Linked DNA regions of Zea mays: region 2 is linked to region 1. Evidence: chromatin contacts called from public Hi-C data. All regions are on one chromosome and are shown on one strand. The core of a region is the stretch at or near the end of the contact, and the rest is flanking DNA. Distances in the headings are between cores, read along the strand shown.

Evidence for each region. A called contact is a pair of places that touch in the nucleus more often than the background predicts.
Region 2: a Hi-C map of ear shows a contact between it and region 1, with 4 times the contacts expected there. The contact joins the enhancer-like site here to the promoter of LOC103640889 in region 1. A contact is called at or near these places in 3 of 25 Hi-C or Micro-C datasets (ear, leaf and tassel).

What each region holds. Positions count from the first base shown.
Region 1 is chr10:16,173,678-16,176,377 of Zm-B73-REFERENCE-NAM-5.0, reverse strand. It overlaps LOC103640889 (thioredoxin M-type, chloroplastic-like), which reads left to right and starts at 1,314. Exons shown (of 2, transcript XM_008664343.3): 1 at 1,314-1,747; 2 at 1,850-2,357. The coding sequence starts at 1,549. The coding sequence ends at 2,175.
Region 2 is chr10:15,998,393-16,001,092 of Zm-B73-REFERENCE-NAM-5.0, reverse strand. No RefSeq gene overlaps it. Among protein-coding and RNA genes, the nearest start is that of LOC111590292, 44 kb to the right of the region's middle. Within about 2 kb of position 1,427, at least 15 of the 20 cell types and tissues checked have an H3K27ac peak or open chromatin away from gene starts, as enhancers often do. A contact at or near this core is called in ear and leaf, where this site is marked.

The DNA of each region.
Region 1 (2,700 bases), core at 65-2,564:
GTAGTCTAGAGGGATCAACAAGTCACCTGCAACACAGAGAGGGACTTCACCCCCCGAACAGTACAACGTCCACTGCCTTGCGAAGGAGGGCGAGGGCACAATGTTGAGGTCCTAAAGCCTCAAGATGTTTCGCGAGCTAGGGAGGTGTCTGTAGAAGACTATGACATGGACTAACATTTGAATTTGGGTCCTGATGTACTGTTAGAGATGGCTAGTGTTGCGGGTAAGGCCACTTCGTTTTGTTGGTTTTTTCATTTCTTACCTTTTTCACGTTTTTTGTTTTGACTTGCAAGTGTTAGCGCGAAGACCACTCCTTGGTGGTTGTAGACCGCACACTTAGGAAATGTCCAGCGGAGGAGCTGAGCATGTGGTTGCATTTTTGTGCCTCCATCATGTTTTGTCTTGCAAGTGTTAGCGTGAACACCGCTCCTTGGTGGTTGTGTACTACACACCCAGGAAATGCCTCATGGAGGGGCTGAGCATGTGGTCACATTTATGCGCCTCCACCGACCGCTGAAGTATACACCATCTATGACGATTTCTCCTAATTCCATAGTATGCATCTATGTTTTATCCCATCTAATGGCTAGTGCTGAGGGGATGAGATACTGAAGTTTTATAATGTTCTCCAAGATCTTTTATGTAACTTTTCCTTTTTATATTTAAAAATAAATGAAATTTCTATTTTATATCTCAACTTAAAAAATTACAATTATGGGTACTTGTCGCGTCAGTGGGGAGCAGTATAGACCTGTATTGTTTTGTTTTTTTATTGAGCAGTTCTTGTTGCACCTTACCCGAGCGCTAGGGCTCCTGTCGCTCAATGGCAGTGCGGCAGGGAGCTTGTCGCTCGGTGGGTGAGCGGCTGGGGACCTGCCGCTCTGTGGCTAAGTGTCAGGTCCCCGCTATATAATCATTTCTATCCCTCTAGAATCTCATTTGTGTCATTTTCAATACAGAGAAGAGTCCATGGAGGGGTAATGGAGCTCTGTCTGATTTTGTGTGTCTCGTGACTCGTTATGTTAAAATCTACCTATTCCTTTCAAGTCGGTTTATATTGTAATTCACATATATGTATATAAAATAATTGTTAATATTTATTTAGTTGCTTAGATTGTTTTACCTCATGCTGTAGGTATACATAAATGTATTTTTTTCGAAATCTGGATATACATTTGAAATTTCGATTATTTTTAAACATAAAAAGGAAAAGTTTTCATCTTCTTACCACGTTAGCTGAATTAGAGGCGTGAGGCGGCCCAGGGCAGACAGCAGCGCGCGCACATAAACGATGCCAGAAGAAAAGGAAGCTTATGTGGGTGGCAACGCAGGAGCTGGAAAAAAAACACCTCATCCACATGCAGAGCCGCAGGCCCTGCCCACCTCACAATGCCACCCCAGCCTGCTCCCAAATATCCATGATGTCCGGGAAACAAATCCTATCCCCGCCGCCTACGCCGGCCGTTCGCGCTCACCTACTCACCACATTCGTTCTCGCCGTGGACGCGCGCGTGAGGTGAGTGAGACCACCACGCCAGACAAGAATTAATGGCCCTGGAGACGTGCTTCAGAGCGTGGGCGCTGCACGCCGCCCCTGCTGGCAGCAAGGACAGGCTCCTCGTCTGCAGCAGCGGCGGTAACCTGGTGCTGCCGTCGAAGCGGGTCGCGGCCGCGCCGCTGTCCGTCGGCCGCGTCGCCACGCGCCGGGCGCGGCACGTCTGCCAGTCCAAGAACGCCGTGGACGAAGGTAATATTATATAGGAGTAAGTTTCGGTGCCTGCGAATATATATATAAATAAACTGACGATGAGCCTCGCCCGCGTCGCGTCGCTGGTGGCTCCGTGGGCAGTGCTGGTGGCGGACGAGAAGAACTGGGACGGGATGGTGATGGCGTGCGAGACGCCGGTGCTGGTGGAGTTCTGGGCGCCGTGGTGCGGGCCGTGCCGGATGATCGCGCCGGTGATCGACGAGCTGGCCAAGGACTACGCCGGCAAGATCATGTGCTGCAAGGTGAACACGGACGACAGCCCCAACGTGGCGTCCACCTACGGCATCCGCAGCATCCCCACCGTGCTCATCTTCAAGGGCGGCGAGAAGAAGGAGAGCGTCATCGGCGCCGTCCCCAAGTCCACGCTCACCACCCTCATCGACAAGTACATCGGTAGTAGCTCATGAGCGCGCGAGAGAGGCAGCCCATGTCTCGTGATGTGCCCCCGAGCTGCATCTGCATGCATGGGATACTGGGATCGATGATACATGTGCCCAGCTCGCGCATAAACACCATGTATCTCTAGCCTTGCCCTTGCATATATATGGATGGATATATGATATGACGATGATGCGTAATGCGTTCATTCGGTTCAGGCAGCCAGCCCTCTGCTACTGCTCCGTCATAGCCTTGCCCTTGCATCACATGGACCTGCCTGGGCAGCATCAACGGCGTAGTGTGCTGTGGCAACGCCGGCGTAGTCTGCTAGTGTTGAAACAACATTCATTCTTGTGATCATTTTATCGAGCAGCTAGAGCACACGTGAGCCATGGCGAGCAGCATCTACGGCGTGATCTGCAGTGGCAATGCCACATCCTGCGCTCGCCGTGCCGAGGTTGCGCCCCGACGGACAGTGCTCCACGCCATTGTCCAGATCGAGACCGGCGATGGAGTGTCCGCTTCGACTGGTTGTCGTCGGCGTCATGGTCATC
Region 2 (2,700 bases), core at 178-2,677, 180 kb after region 1:
CAGTCACTGTACCATTACAACCACCCTTCCTCGACTTGACTGGATTGAGTTGAGGTATATAGTAAAACATGAAACCCTCTACCGCATACCCACAAGGTACTGCAAAAGTTCTGCAGTTACGGACCACTGGACATTTTGAAGTTAAGTGTGTTTTGACATCACAAACTTCACAAAACAACTCAATATTGCGGTCACTCAACTGGTGTCCTTTGGTTTTACACCTGAAACAAAACAAAACGAAACTTTTTCTTTTGCCACAGGTGTTACAGAAGACCCCACCTTGTCATCCACATGAGTCGGCTTATAGAGTTCTTTGATTGTATCAAGCCTTGAACTGCGCTGAGGCCTATGATCCATCCAGCGCAGCATCCCACCTAGAATTGGACATGGACTGATTCTTCCCCACAGACTGCAGCAGCAGAGTGACAATCTGTTCCCAGGTATTGTCTGGGACATTCCTAGCAGCACCCCCGCCACCATTTGCCGCTGCAAAAGATTGGTGAAGCAAGTCAAGTCAGCTGCCTTTGAAACATCAGGTGCCACTGGAGGACTCACTGTTACCCCGTATCCGTAACGCTGACCTGCAGCCAGAGTGGAAGAAGCCCCTCCATGGCTCCATATGCGTACCTGCCCTGTTCGCCACCATCCATGTTCTAAAATGGCGTAGCACGACCACCGAAGAACCGCCCCCCTACAGAACTACCTCGCCCACCACGCCAAGCAGCTGGTCGTCCACGAACTCCTCCTCGACGGCCAGCTTACGGTCACCGCCTCCATAGCCGGGATGAAACACCGGCTGGTTTCCTCCCCTGCACCGGCCTCCGCGCCGCCATGCTGGTGATGACCCGAGGCATGACTGCGAGCGCCGTTAGACTGATGCTGGCCTCTTCCCCCTCCACGGCCGCCATGACCACCTCCCAGCGCCATAGTGTGCCTGCCTAGTCGCCGCGACGAAAGTGCTAGGCGACAAGCTTCTGAAAGTTGAATGAACTGCCCTCGCCACCGGTGATCTAGTACCCGTTCTGGTAAAAAGGAAAGCCAGCCCAGTCGTCGTGGACCCGCCCAATTAAGGCCACATCTCCCTGAATCCAGCGCTGCTGATGGCGTCCGAGAATCCCGGTGAAACGCCCTGTCACCAGGCTTTCCAAAAAAACACTTGATTTTGATATCTAATGCACATAGAAGATTGATGCACATATTAAATCATTACCATTTATTTTAGATTTAACGTCTCTAGTTGTTTGATATATTTTGCTAAGAACACCCTCCAACGTAGTGGTGTGTAGTTGTGAAATGTGTTATTTATAATTTGAATTATCAACTAAAACCGTTAGATTTAAAATGAATGGTGATGATTTAATATGTGCACTATGTGCCTTAGATATGTTCTCTTCGAATTAACAGCCAACGGATCCCCAGACCTAGGCAACGAACGCGTCTTCGTCAACCTGTGATCACGGCACTGTCCAGAGGAACAACGCAACTGCGCGCCTTTGATAGTGCATCTCCAACAGCGAACTTCGGCGAGCGGCGTGGCGACGGCAATTTTGCCCTGCCATGGCTTCACCTTGTTCCTGGAAGAAGAGAGCACAAGGCGGGAGGATGCAACCGTGTTCCCGACGTCGGCCCAGCCCAGGTCGCGACTTGCAAACCCCGACGGCTCCATCACCGGCAGGCAGGCAGACAGCAGCATGTCCTCCCATTGCGAATTTGCAGGAGCGGAGGCGCAACCTGGCTGCCTACCTCTAGCGCCGGACTCGAACCCAGTCCCATGGACAAAGATGACCGAGCCCCGACCTTTACCGGCGTTGAGCAAACACTGGTTGTAAATCCGTTCTGCTCAATCTGCCACCCAGCGATCCACCGGCGAGAGACTGGCCGAGATGGCCGCGCGCCTCCCGAGTCCCGTCCCGACGCCGAGATCCCCCCTCCGACGATAGAGAGAGAAAAGCTCTTACCTGCTGGTTGCCTTGACCACCCCTCCACGATCCTCAGCCACACACGCCTCTATCTCAGACTCTCTGGTAGTTTCCCTAGTACTAATCCCATATACTTTGACCGATCACAAGACCGAAACAAAAAAAAAAGAAATATTTATGACAGTTTCGATCGATCGTCTTAGGTAAGCAGATGGTCATACTTATCAATAATTGCTCTATCATAGAGCTGGGCAAGGCAATCATGCACACAACCAGGATCGATCCAGCCGTCCGCGGGTCCTGGTCAATGATTGCTTCTGCTGCATCGTCTGGAATAGCACAACAACAATAGTGACATGGATGGAGTATACTCGGTCTGGTAAAAAGATGTAATTCTAGATTCACAATTGAGTCCCCCTGAAGAATACAATTCTAGATGTATAGATAGATAGCCCTTATAAATATAGTGGTTTAGTGAATTCACTGACGCTCGTTCAATTCGTGCCCCAAACTCTCTGCTTGAACGCCAAATCTCGCAAAGGAGGACGCTGGATCTTGTAGGGGAGATCTTTGTGATTATGATGAAGATCTAGATGTATAGATAGCGTTGGCGTCGATCTGGGCAGCGCCAATCACTAGAGGTGTACCAGCTGGCGGTGCCCCTCTGCGGCGGCGCGGACGGTCCGCGGCTCTGGACCATACGGTCCGGGACCTAGGCACAGGAGCGACGTCTTCCCTGCGTCGCACGGGACGCGCACAGGGTCGAACGGTCCATAATGGC